2 separate regions of the Zea mays genome follow, and region 1 is linked to region 2. The links are chromatin contacts, called in public Hi-C maps. All regions are on one chromosome and are shown on one strand. Each heading gives the region's core, a stretch centred on a gene start, on an enhancer-like site or on the middle of the called end of the contact. The rest is flanking DNA. Distances are from core to core; before and after follow the strand shown.

Region 1 (7,285 bases), core at 3,495-5,994, 370 kb before region 2:
CGAGCTGCACCTAAACACTCTACGCGCTACGCACTCACGTACATCACACGGATGAAGTGTTTATTTTCCAACAATGGCAGTGGACAGTGGCGACTTCCTCTAAAAATCTCAAACTCTAATACATACAGGCACACAACCTCACTGCTTCAATAGGAGGCCACGTGGAGGAGGCACCGAGGCTGCTACCTGCGAGGCGCAATCGAGCTCGGGCAGCCGCCAACCGGCCACGGGCCATGGATGAGCTCGGGAAGCCAGGGGGAGGGTCGCGGCGAGGTGCGGTCCAACGGATGAGCTCCGGTAGCCGGCGACAGGAGCTGTACGCTGTGCATGACTGCTCGAGGCTGGCGGGCTGCAGCGTGCCGAGCACGGAGCTAGCGGCTGACTAGCGCTGGCACGTCGTCGAGAAGCTGGACAATTGGTGTTTGTAGGAGATAGCTGTCGGCGGCCACGAAGTAGGGAGACGGCCGCAGAAGCTTGGCGACCTGGTGCGCGGGGTGGATCCGGTGATGGGCCCGACCACTAGAGAAATTAGGTTTTACTCATCTAATGGGTCGGACTGAGGTATGGCGTAGGCTATACTTCGCCATAACGGCCGCTCCGTCCCTGATTGCCAATTCAGAATGCTAGCAACTTAGCAAGGTGGTGGATGTACCGGCCTAGCTACTGGGCAAGCAATATCAGCCAGAGCCACCTGAATTTTTATACTACACCAGCAGCCAGTACCAGTAGTGAGACGACATTCCTTTCTGGCTGCACAATGTTGCTGCTGGCATCGGTGCAAGGCCAAATCATTCTGCATTGCGGCGCACAACTATTCGTACTTTCTATTTATATTTAAATATATCTCCTGCTCAACTATTCTTCTCTCTGTTTTACCTCCTCTCCATAGTCAGATAGTCTTGTGTGGAATTATATTACCATCAATTGTCCCCTTCTCCGTTATTCGCTTTTTCTGTTATGCTTCGTTTGTTTCATTGGAATTGAATTCTATTTTAATAATTATAATTTAGACAAAACTAATTAATTTCGTATATTTATATATGTAATATATTTGTATATTATCCTAAATAATATGAGAGAGATAGTTATATACTATATTTATATTATAGCGAAGCAAGTAGATGAGTGTGCTATAAGTTGTACATCGAAAAAATAACATGTAAATCTATAGAATCAATTTCAATCTCTCACCCCATGAATTTAAGATAGTCTTATATGATAATTTTGTAAAGTGGTGGAATGTCACATTCTAAAAAAATAGTCTATTTTATTAGTAAGATTCTAGTTTCTCAAAATGAAAGTAAATAAACGGAACGAGCGAATTGCCTATGCTCTCATTTCTACTAAAATACAGAACATAAGGTAAGTCACATATGTACTTTTTGGCCCATATCGAGGCCCGTCCGTGAGGAGGCCGACTGGTTAGCGCTCGGCCCGTTACCGAATTGGGGAATGCGGCCTGCTAGCCGCCCAGGTGTCAGCACAGCGAGCGCTAAAAATCTCAAGACGACAGTGAAACTCGTCACCAACCACTGAACTGTTCATGCAACGTCGCGACGTCAAAACCGCTGGCGTTTTTTTCCTCTCCCCCTGATCGTCACCTTGTATAGCCGCCTCCAGGTACACAAGGTGCCCAAAATGAATATAGCTACTGCTGGATCGTGCATTCGTACACGCAGCAGTGTGAAACGCTTCGTCTTTCATAGCAGAAACAAAGAGTCAGGTTACAAGCAGCCGGCGAGAGGAGGACTGGAGGAGAGAACGACACGGCCGCTATTGGGCGACAGCAGCGTCGCCGCGGCGTGTGTCATGCCTATCCATCCCCATGTTCCTTGTCCCCGCCGTGCTGTCACGCATTTGGTACCACCGTTCTCATCAGCTTCAGCTTCCTCATGGTACACGTTTGGTTGCGATGTGTTGTCCGCGGTGAATAATAAGGCCAATGCCCACCCTAAAAGTATAGAGTATTTATGGTGTAAGGTTGTTCGCAGTCACGTACCTTATATATGTACTATTCTATGGAGTTGAAGTCAAGCATTTACTGTAAAAAAAGCGTTGCAGCGAAAAACGCTACCGGCTACTATAAAACAGGGACGAGCAAGAAAAAAGTTATTTATAGAGTGCAGACCGGAGGTGAAGCCAGAATCTAAAATTAGGGGGACCAAATTAGATTAGAAGGGATTGTTAGAAATATATTTTTTATACTATTTACATAAGAATTAGCTAAAAAAACTAACATGTCCTATAGAATTAGGGTAGCATTGGTCCCCCATGTGCCTCCTGTCAGAATTTGCTATTTTGTCACTCTCATTTGTGGACTTCTCTATTTTACCACCAGTCCCATAAATCAGAGACACAAATGATCCCACAAGTCACAGACAGAGGGTCATATAATAGCAGAGAGCTCACGTTAGAAGGACCAAAATAGCAATTTTTCCCCCTGGTGCGGACCCCCTCCATATATCTTTGTGTCGGCTTTTGCTTCCACACGTCAGCACCATGCGACAACATATGCAAACAAAGGAGGAGGTAGTTGTGTGGGGATGGAAGAGAATTGGCAAAAAATAATATAGGGTAGTCCGTATAAAGTTGAGATATTGAGTAAATATGAATGGAGATGATTGTAGTATAGAGTAAAGAATTTTGCTGATAATGATGAAATATTTTTTTAGAGCAAAAATTTAAAGTTGTATGAGTGAGAACAGCCTAAAGCAGCAGCCATCTACCTTAAATCTCATCCTATGGTAGGGTGAAGGTTCTCTCACCCTAAGGTAGTGTTTGGTTGGAGAGCCAAGTAGAACGGAGCCGTTCTGTTCCAGTTTTGTTGCTGTTTGGTTACAAAGGAACTAGAATGAAATGACTCCAATTAGAGAATATTCTTCTCAGATCTGGAACCATTCCGCTCCAAAAAATCAACCGGACAGAGCCGCTCCGTTCCCATCCCGCTCTCACAGTCACGCTCCGTTCCGTTCACTCTGCAACCAAACAAAAAATAGAGCCGCTCCGTTCTAGAATACCAAACGCAGAACAGAGCGGCTCCGTTCCTAGAATCAGGGATGGAACGGCTCCGTTCTACTTGACTCCTCAACCAAACACTACCTTACATAGTGGTTGGTATAGGGTAGTCATTTGCGGTAAAGTCAAACTTTTTTAGCTTCTATTTTATCACACTATGCCTATGGTAAAGTCAAACTTCCCCTAGCCGAGCTGCGGGCGTCCATTTGCATCTCATCGCCCAAACTCGCTTCTTGCAGCCAACCAAACGTACTATAACTGCATATGGTAGGCATGTCTGGCGTAAAGACATATTTGTTTTGGATTATAATCTCTTCAGATTATATAATCTAGCGTAAATAATTCAGCAGATAAACAAACATCTAGATTATGAGTCCAGATTATATATATAATCTAAAGCACAGATTATGATAATCTCATAATCTCCTCAAGAGTAACTTATTGGAGATTATTTTTAGCAAAAGACCAACTACCCATGGTTATGTAAATAGAAATTATAGTATATTACATTCTTCTTTCCTCACCTAATACACAATCAGATTCTCCACTGTGCCTCTCGCTGTCAATCTCTTTTACCACCGCTAGCCGTTCATCGCGTCGCCGTCTCTTACTGTTTCTAGTGATAGAATGTCATAATTGTACCAAATATCAATTAAACAAACAAGGATTGTCTTACGAATAATCTATATTTGTATAATCTAGGCTACCGCAAACAGATACATGTAGATTATAATCTATCCAGATTATAATTTGGACTATATAATCTATATTATAACCTAGATTGTATAATCTATAAGCTGAAAACATCCAACCAGTCACACCCTAACTACACTTAAGTGAACCCTACTAATCATTTTTTACTAAAATGATGATTTTTTGTCACAGGTAAAAAAAGATACTCCGTCATTTTTCCTTTTTTAGAAAAAAGAGGGGGAACAGATTGAAGAAACTACCAGATATATAAATTGAGAAAGTAAAAGTTACTCCCTCCGTTTCTTTTTAGTTGTCGCTGGATAATTTAATTTTGCACTATCCAGTGACAACTAAAACGAAACGGAGGGAGTAGATCATAATGGGGCAATTACACCCAACAATAATAAAGTTACACGACAACATGGCAATTCAAGTACTACTACTAAGTACTAACAATAGAAAATGAAAAAAAAAACTGTTTATTGGTGGTTGTTTCAGGGAAAGCTAATAACTAAGAGTTAAGGACACGCCACTCTTCACAAGTCGGTTGTTTTAAATATGTCCAACAATATACAAGGCACTGCCTGATTAGATCGAGAGGGGAAGATTATTACTATACACTGTACATCACACTATATTCCATTGTTTTACCTCATTGTGAATCGCACGCATGAAATGGTGAATAAGGCTAGGATCAATCAACCGATGCTTCTACCAGCTGCGCGTCAAGCCACAAAACTGTGCTGATCGGATAACACGTCGTCGTCACTTCCGTCCATTTTGGACCAAATACATACGCTGATGAGGATGATCGGAAATGATCACGAGGAAGAGATGGTTCGTTATGCCATACGACTCGCCGCCATGAGTCAAAGTTCCGCCTAACAAAATGTATGAGCTGGAAGCGTCTATCCATCCATCGCCCCCCAAAGAAATGCCATTGCAGGAGGACTACACGGCGGCAGGCAATGCCATGCATGTTCAGATCTCGGCGCCGCCTATAAGTAGCTTCCTCCAGTGCACTGCTGTTGGCGCAACGAAGCTTGCTTCTACGAGAGGATATAGAGAGGAAGAACAGCTCGTCCGAGACCATGAAGAGCAGCCCACACCTGGTGCTGATCCTGTGCCTCCAGGCCGCTCTGGTCATGGGCGTCTTCGCCGCTTTGGCTAAAGAAAATGGTACGCTTCTTCTCGATCGACGGCTCGACGCTCTGATTTGTCTCGGTAGTTTGGTACTGACTGAACTGATGCGTGCGTCCGTGCGTGCAGCCCTGGTTGAGAGCAAGGCCATCGACATCAACCCGGGGCAGCTCAAGTGCTGCACCAACTGCAACTTCTCCTTCTCGGGGCTCTACACCTGCGACGACGTCAAAAAGGACTGCGACCCCGTCTGCAAGAAGTGCGTCGTCGCCGTGCACGCCTCCTACTCGGGCAACAACAAGTTCAGGTGCACCGACACCTTCCTCGGCATGTGCGGCCCCAAGTGCTAGCTAGAGAGGAAGAACGCGCGCTGCTGCTAGCTGCTATAGCTTCGTTCTTCCGCCGCCGGCCGGCCGCCGGCCGGTGCATGGTTCACGTACTGTGTGTTGTGCTACTACGTACTGGCTTCTTGTGTGTTCGGTTCTTGTTGTTCTCTCGACAGTGCACCTTGCGCGCCAACAATAAACCGTTGTTTGCCATGAATAAATAGTGCTATGAAGCACTACCGAAATCAATAGCTTCGCCGAGTGCCGGAAGCACTCGGCGAAGCCCTAAAAACACTCGGCAAAGGCTTTGCCGAGTGTAACACTCGGCAAAGAAGGCTCGGCAAACAGTGCATCGGCAAAGACTTCTTTGCCGAGTACTTTTTCTCGGGCACTCGGCGAAGATCTTTGCCGAGTGTCAGGGAGCACTCGGCAAAGAAAAGCGACCGTTACGGCGCCGGTTGACGGAGACGGCGGCTTTGCCGAGTGTCACCGTTGACACTCGGCAACGAAGATATCTTTGCCGAGTGTCCTCCTGGCAGCACTCGGCAAAGAGCCCGCCAGGGAGGGTCCCCATGTCAGGCTCTTTGCCGAGTGTCCCAATTGGCACTCGGCAAAGAAGACCTCTTTGCCGAGTGCCAGCGACATAACACTCGGCAAAGAACCTAAGCCGGTGCCCAGGTCTGTGCTCTTTGCCGAGTGTTATGACCCAGACACTCGGCAAAGAGCCTCTTTGCCGAGTGTTACACTCGGCAAAGTGACCAGTATGTACCTTTTTTATTTGTTTTTTGTTTTCCATCCACACAAACAGAAGATATCACATATATACATCACAGATATCATCACAGACATAAATAGCCAACACAAACATAAAACCGTGACCACAAACATAAATATCCATCACAAACATAAGTGTTCAACACAAGTATTAAACACAAACATAAGTCTCAAACGTCGCAAGCTCTCACATAAGTATCAAACAGAAACATAAGTATTATACATAAGTTCTGAAGTCTAAAACAATGACTCATGGAGGTGGGCGGTTTGGCCGGGGTTGCGTTGGGCTGAACCCTTCCGGAGGGTTGTTGGATGCCGCCCCAGATTGCCCCTGCACAGAGAAGAGATAGCATGTGTTATACCAGATGCATTACAAACATCTAACTACAATTTTGATACTCACAGGAGTGTGGAAGAGAGTAGGGTCAACTGGGGGGAACAATGGAGGTGGCGGAGCGATGCCCTGTGCGGCGCCAAGGCTCTGCATGTACTGGAACATCTCCGCCATCCTCTGATCAGCCGCCGCCCGCTCCGCCATTATCCTCGCCTCCATCTCTTCTAGTTGGGTCTGTAATATTACAAGCCAACGTTATAGTAACTCAAAGACTAGATATATAACTAAAGGAAGGACGAGTTATAGAAGTACTAACCTCGAGTTGCTGTATGCGATGATGTGAGCTGTCGTGCCGAGGTCGAATGGCTGGGCTCGAGCCCGTGCTCCTTGCTCTCACCTGAGACAGAGTGGGAGTGGAGGACGAGTCGATTGCCCCGTCGGCAATCCAGTACCGCCCATGTCTCTTGCCTCCTCCGACCCTCATGAGCACATCGGGGTCGATAGGCTCGGTGCTCGGATCATAGTCTGGGCCATGGACCTCCTGCGCCATGGCGGTGTAGTCATGGAGGCGGCTGTAGACGGCGGGGTTGGTGTAGGCCTCGGGCCCGTCATTCGGGTTGTAGGTGACGTCGGACGTCGCCTTACCCTTATGGGCCATAGCATAGGCCGAGAAGGTGGAACAAGGCCTGCCACCATGTGACGCCGACTGCAACGAAAACCAACGAGATAGTTAGAAATAATATCTAACTTAGTGCTATATATCTAAATAAAAAAGGTGGCGTACCCATGCTTCGGCATATTGGCCCAGGCTCCGGCTGCCTTGGTGGTGCGAGGGGCCTTGCATCTGCAAACGCCGTTCCCGGCTAGCTGTGTGCGCCTCGTCCCACTCAGCCGAACACCACCTATCCACCATCTGCTCCCAGCAGAGAGGATGTGCGGCGCACCAATGTGGAATCACCTGCAAAGTAAACACATAAAGTGCATATCAGAAGATAAAATAAAA
Region 2 (7,148 bases), core at 307-2,806:
GAGGAAGGCGTCAAGGATAGAGAATAAGCAGTTATTTTAGGAGAGAGAGAGAGAGTAAACAGTTTCCTGTTCCTGGTCAACCGTACTTGCGTGCTATCGACCGTCGGATTCTTCCAACTTTGGAGTGGTGGAACCGTCCAAGCATTTCCATCCTTTTTTCACGGTCCATAATTCATCAAGATATTCTTTTTTTGAGCAGTCACAGTCACGTCACTGGGTCAGCGTCCTTCCGTCGGCCACATGTGTCACTGTCATCGCCCATCTCCATCCACGCAACCATCGTTGCATTATTATCTGTCTTTCTGGCTTTACTGTTTATCATTTTATTAATATAATTAATAATTAATATAATAACGTTATATACTTGCTTGCTTATTTGCTTTTTCTACCGAAGCGAGAAATAAATTCCAGGGACAAAAAAAGAAGGAAGAATCCATCTCCAGATTTTTTTTTTGATCTTCTTCTCCCCTTGCTCTGAACCTTCCTCCCAAGTTTTTTCCACGCCCCCTGTTTTTTCACCCTTCTAAAAACTTTACATCCAGGTCAAAAAAATGGGTGCCCGCTCGCTAAGGTTAGCCAACAAAGGTAAAAATAAAAAAAAGGAAGGCTAATCGACTGGCTGCGGCTGCCTGGGCCCTGGGGATGGCCATCAGACGGCGGGCATGGTCTCGTGGCGCAGGGCCGCGAGATCCGACGGGCCACACGCGTCGTCGCCGCCGAACGCGAAGAGGCCGGCGCCGAAGCCGTCGTCGTCCCACGCGGCGGCGGCGGCGGAGGCAGCGGCCGCGGCCGCGGCCTCCGGCGAGTAGCCGCCGAAGCCGCCTCCGTCCACGATCTCGTCCTCGAAGCCCCAGATCTGGCCGTCGAGCGCGGGCGGGAACGGCGCCCCCGCGCGCCCGGCCTCCTCCTCCTCCGAAGAGGAGGCGGGCGGCAGCCCCAGCTCGTCGTCCGAGGCCTCGAGCAGGAAGCCCAGCTCCGGCGCCGGCGCCGGCGCCTCCGCGGCCTCGTCGAAGCTGGCTATCTCCTCCTCCAGGCTCCGCATGACCGACGCTAGGTCGCCGGCCGCGGCCGCGTCGGTGTCGTCCTCCAGCATGTCGAGCAGGTCCTGCGGCCGCAGCCTCTTGGCGTCGGCCTGCGGCGAGCCCTCCTCTCCGCAGCCGCCGGCGACGAGGTCGCCCGCCTCCCGCGCCCGCTTGTGAGAAGAGTTCTCCATGGAACGAGCTCAGAGGAAAGGGGGATGACTTGATTTTTTCTCTCTCTCTCTCTGTCTCTCTCTATTTCCTTGCTCCTCCCTCTCGCTGCGTTCGCGTACGCCGAGCAAGGCAAGGCACAAGCCAGCCAGGCGAGCGAGCGTGACGAAGGCGATAACGCGAGGGCAGAGACGCAAGAGTACAAAAGGCGAGGTGTTTTGCGCAGCGACGCCGAGTTGGGGGGGCCGGCTTATATAGCCCTGCCCGTGGTGGGTGGCTCTGCGGACGACGTTTCTCGCAGGGGGTTTGCCGCAAAAATCGCTCGCGCGGTTTGGTTTGGTCTGGTCTGGTGCGGTGGTGGCGGTGCAGCCAGGGAGTAGTACTACTGCTTGTTAGCTTATCTTTTGCTAGCTTTTTCTTTATTTGGTTGCCGGTTGGGGGCTGCGCGCGCCGCGACGAACGGACACGGACACGGACACGGACGGACGGGGACTGTGATGGGTGCGCGCGCGCCTGGCTGAGGCACCGCACGCCATCTGGAAGGCGGAAGGCCCGGCCGGGTCGCGTGGCCGTGGCCGTGGCCGCCCGCGCCTGCCTATTTTGTTTTGTCCACGCCCTCCCTAGACTGGAATACTGGATGGGTGGTGGATTGGGGCGTTTGAACGGCGACGGCCACCTCCGATATTTCTGTCACGGTTTTTCTTTTCTGACCTTTGAAAAGCCATCCATCCGTCTGTCTGGCTGACTGGCTGGCTGTATTGGTTAGCGGTGGGGGGGGGGGGGGGGGGGGGGGGGGTCTTTAGCTCGGGCGGGTCTCTTTTTAGCTTGGAAGATGAGGTGGAGCCAGCTATATTTTTAAAGGCGTATTATTCCCGTCTGAAAAAGATTTCGAGGACGTGCTTGCATGGTGCGGTCAGCAATAACCCGGTCAAAAATCCGTTCAGAGACAGGTAGGTTCTGAACCTCACAGATTTTCTGCTGTTGTGTGTTTTATGAACTTCACACACTGTATAATATATATGGTCGGTAATAAAATTTATAAACTGAGAAACTATATACTCCCTCTGTATTTATATAAGGTGTAATCATAAGCACCTCTAATTTAAAGGCCAAGAGATATATTTAATTCTCTCTCTAGTGCTATTGTTACATGCATGTTAAAAGGGAGCACGTCTTTTATAATACGACTAAAATAAAAAGTAGTTACAATTCATATACCGGAAATAGAGGGACTAGATAAGAGGAAAAGTATTATCAGTTCTTCTTCTGTAAATCCTGCATTTCGAAGGGTTGTGTCCATCCGTGTGTCTTAAGATTCGACGCGCCGTACGCATATGACCGCAGGACCACCGGGAGCCAAAAGCCAACCCAACCCGATCCAAATGTACGGTGCACCCAACCACCTAGGCTAGGCTAGGCCACGCTCCGAAGCCAGGCAGCACCAAGCATGTGACCCACCCACCCACCCTTCCCCCTGCGAAACCCAGCTCTCCCAGGGTCCGCGGCGCAAAACGGTGGGTGGACTAAAAACCGACCCGCCCAGGGGCACTTTTCCGAATACAATTAACCGCGAGAGGCAGCGCGGGATAACGAATCGTGGCGGGGGTCTATGCGCAAAAGGCGTGGGGGGCGTCGAGATCGGGACTCTGGGGCCATCCGGCACGAGCGTGTCGCTTTTTTTTTCCCGTCCCCCGGTTTTTCTGGTTTGAATTCGATTCTCGGGTCCGCTATCTGCTGCGGTTCAAGTCCGGCGCCCTGCACGACTCGCGTCCGCGAGCGGAGCCCAGAGCCGACAGCGATTCTGCTTTGCTCGGCTTGAGCCTTGAGGTGCCCAACGGTCAGCACAGCAGCTAGCCTTCGCGTCTGGTCTGGGTGGGTTAGCCGTAGCCCGTAGCCCCGCTCTCGTTGTACTATAGCTTTTGTTTGGCCCTGGTCCACGTTTAGCTAGCGGTAGGCCGACGTGCGGTTAGGTTCCCATACATATACCGCCATCAACCACGTGACCCCCGGCCTACCACACCACCAACCGCGGCTCGTCAGCCGTCGCCACCCTGCCCCAGCTAGCTCATTGAGCCGCTTCGGGGGGCTGCCTCCTCGGGTTGCGCGCGAGCGCCAGCCGCGAGCCAGACGTGCCTGCCAGCCGGCGAGTGCAGCGGGCACCAGGGCTCCGGGCAGAACACAACACAACACGTCGGCGCGTGCCCCCCCCCCCCCCCCCCCCCCCCCCCCCCGTGCGGCTGCTGGCTTGTGGCCCCACGTCCGTTTCATCCTCGCGTCGCGTACCAGTCCGGCCCCGCACCGCCCCAGGCTGACGATGTTGTGGAGCCCACCAACGGGCTAGGCGAGAGCGGTGGGCTTACCCGCTGTACGTGTACTCACTGAGACTGGACCCGGTTTTTGCAGGAGATGTTTCCGTTCTACCCCCGCCAGATCCGCCGCCGCGAGACGACGAGCCCGGGTTTGCCGCGCTTCGTCGGCATCGCTTCATCCGAAATCCGCTGTTGCTCGTACGTGTCACCTAATGTCTATACGTCCATAAGACGACGACAGCACTCTGCGCTCTCTTCAAGCTCGCTCTAACTTGACCACCGTAGTTCGATCGCACGCACTAAAGAGGAACTATAACTTGACCACTCGTCCATTTTATGAATTTAAACCAGAAAGGTTGTAATTATGAAATCTTTCGAAAAAAAAGTCAAAAAGAAGGGGAAAAAAGACGGTTTATTGCGCGGCTGCTCGTGTCTGGTGGTGCTCAAGTGCTGTTTCACTCAGGTCGTGGCCGTGGAGGAGTGCAGTTGCAGAGACCGGGCGAGGTCCACGTGAACCGGGCGCAGGGACCGGACGGTGTCGCCGAGTGCCCGAGTCGCACTTATCATGGGCGCCGGACGATTCGTAGTTTCGTACTACGCGCCAGGGAAACGGCTGTAGTAAGTAGATGGGAGGAGGGGCAGTACTGGCATTTCAGTATCGCTGCCGTAGTGGCCTGTGGCCCCGGCCCCGCATGGAATCGCGTGACAGCATCGGCTTCTGTCCATACTAGAGTACTCCTGCGTAGGAAACAAGGACAGGAGGGTATTTCTCCTGGGCCGTGGCCCGGATCTGTCACGTGGGTCTGCTGGACGCGGGCTCCACGTACCAGCGAGTGGAGCAGGGTGTTTCTTTGGTGAATGACGTTCGAGCTGTGGCTGGGTACCGACGAATGAATGGAGTCGCAGGCGGCAAGGACGTCGTGCACGTCCACGTCACCCCAGGGTGGACGCCGATCGAGGCGAGACGGGTGTTACAAAATATTTGTACATGTGATCTAATCCATCCATGGACAATTATTCCCAAGGGACACACCCCTTGGGAACACTTGTATATATACTACCCTGCATGCAATAAAGAATCTATCCCTGTCATTTGTCTCATTCCCTCTTGTCTCTCCACTGATTTACCACTGAGCACTGCAAGAGATTGCAACACGTTATCAGCACTGTCTCAAGGAGAAATCAGAGAAGGGGGAAGTGGAAGAACACGCTGTTCTTGACAAGAACAGCAAAATCGATCTGCACATCAACAGCAAGGTATGGAGCATACCGTTTCCATGCGCATACGCCGTGTGCGCGAAGTTCTTCATATTGTTGATGATGCGATGTTGGAAGCATTCACCGTTGGGCAAGCCGCAGCGCCTTCACCGGTGCACGTGATCCCTGAACGTCGTGTGCAAGTGCAAAATGTGCACTACTGCGTTCTCCATGGATGGACAGCGGTGGTTCCGCTGCCAGTGGTGGAGTGTGGACTCCCCACTGCATCCCCGTCGCCACCGGCGCCGGTGTTTGACGCGGGATCGTCCGCATCGGCCCCCATGGATGTCGATTTGGTGGCACCACCACCGCCTCCGCCCACTGCAGAGGCAGTTACTCGCCGTTCTTCATCTCCACCGGCGCCCGTGGTTGTCGGGACCATCGCTGCCCGTCGTGGGCAGCCTGCTCGCGCTGTTGATGCCCCGAGAGGCCGCATCATCTTCACCGGCCATCACCCAAGTGGGGTGGCCTCATCTTCCTCCTCCAATCGGAGGGCCTAATGGCCCTCGATCCGGCCGCCGCGTCGGCCGTTTGGGGGGGATGGGGAGCGGCGCGGCATGCCTCGGTGCGTGCGCCATCTGCGAGGCACGACCGGCGTGGACGCTCGGCGCGGGCCCCACGAGGGCGCTCAGGCGGTCTCCTCGCGAGGCGAGCGCGAGGGAGCACGACCCAGCGAGGGCGCTCAGCGCGGCAACCGAGGGCCGAGCCACCAGCGGCACTCGGCGCGGCCCACCGGCGGCGCTCGACGGGCTCCCGCGGCGCGCTTGGCGAGGGACCAGTGGGCGCGGCGTGGCCCCTCGCGTGGCCGGCGGCTGCGCGCTGGAGGCACAAGCCTCGGCGCGACCGAGCCCCCGTGGTGGCGCTCGGCGCGGCAAGCCCCGGGCACGGACGCTGGCGGCGCTCGGCGCGTCTCCCAGACCGGGCCCCGAGCGGCGGCTGGAGCTGGCCGCTCCCTTCTGGCGCCAAGGGCGGCGGCTGGATCCAAGGCGCGCACGGCCCAAGGATCGGCGAGGCGCGCAGGCCAAGCGACGTTTTTCTGGCAGATCCTGGCGGCGGCCAGGAAAGCCCTGGTGGCTAGCGGCGGCTGGCTGGGGCGGTTAGGGTTTGGCAAACCCTAACCGCTCCCATTTATAATGGGCTTTGTTGCCTCTGTTGGGCCGCCTGGGCAGGCCAGCTGGGCTGGGCTGGCGTGCAGGCCTCTGGCCGCTGCCTGGCCCGCCTGGCAGGCCGCCTGGGCTGGTTTTCAGGGGCAAAAATGGCCTATTTTACCATTTTAAATTCTGAATTTCAGTATAAGACTCTGTTTTATATGCATTTTCAGTTCAAATTATCTTAGGCGTCTAAATTCGTGATTTAGACTGCATATATTGTAAAGACATATCTGTTTTATTGTAAATATAGCAGATTTTAGTTCGTGAATTATTGTTTGTTTTACATTAATAATTCACATATCTCTACTTGCTATTATTTACGCATTCATTTATGTTTGCATATAAATATAGCATTTATCAAGTTCAGACTTAATAAAACTCATGCAAAAATGAAATTACATTATTTTGGATTAAGAGCATAGGGAGATAGAGTCCCAAGCATTGGCTGCACTAAATTCTTTATAGAATTTAGTAGCCCAGAGACCGTGCTTGTGGCAGCATTTGAAATGCCTATCTCTATGAGGTCTACATCCCTCGGGATGATTACCTATACATGCTATCCAAAATACAGGATATGGAGTTATTGAATTTTACTTTGATAATTAGTAGAGCATGGGTAGTGGAGACCTAAGCATTGGCTGCGGTTTGTTCATTTATGAACTTATCTGCCTAGAGACCGTGCTTTTAGGCAGCAAGTTTCTTGCCCACTACTAGATCTACCTCATTAATTTGAGGATTATCTATACTATGCTTACTAAAATTCAAAGTATTTATTCAATTGGAAGGTTTGGAACCTTCAGTCAACTCATATCACATGTAAGAGTTAGTGAATTTTACTTTGATAATTAGTAGAGCATGGGTAGTGGAGACCTAAGCATTGGTTGCGGTTTGTTCCTCCGGGAACTTATCAGCCCAGAGACCGTGCTTTTAGGCAGCAAGTTTCTTGCCCACTACAAGATCTACCTCATTAATTTGAGGATTATCTATACTATGCTTACTAAAATTCAAAGTATTTATTCCATGGGAAGGTTTGGAACCTTCAAGAAACTCGTTACATATGTAATTTTAAAGCACTTTTGCATAATGAGCTTACAACATCACCATTGTGACTATTAATTTATGCGTAAATTAATGGATGTCCATGGTAATGACTGTAGGAACATGTCAACCAAAGAGTTCGAGGAACTCGCCCTTGATGGGCATAACTACCCAACTTGGGCTTCAGATATTGAAATAACTTT

What was found. A called contact is a pair of places that touch in the nucleus more often than the background predicts.
Region 1: a contact with region 2 is called in a Hi-C map of ear, with 4 times the contacts expected there. The contact joins the promoter of LOC542729 here to the promoter of LOC103634790 in region 2. A contact is called at or near these places in 7 of 25 Hi-C or Micro-C datasets (bundle sheath, ear, endosperm and 3 more).

What each region holds. Positions count from the first base shown.
Region 1 is chr8:12,718,951-12,726,235 of Zm-B73-REFERENCE-NAM-5.0, reverse strand. LOC542729 (wound induced protein 1) reads left to right here and starts at 4,744. Exons shown (of 2, transcript NM_001154892.2): 1 at 4,744-4,887; 2 at 4,978-5,374. The coding sequence starts at 4,800. The coding sequence ends at 5,198.
Region 2 is chr8:12,350,810-12,357,957 of Zm-B73-REFERENCE-NAM-5.0, reverse strand. It overlaps LOC103634790, which reads right to left and starts at 1,556. Exons shown (of 1, transcript XM_008657382.4): 1 at 362-1,556. The coding sequence starts at 1,213. The coding sequence ends at 650.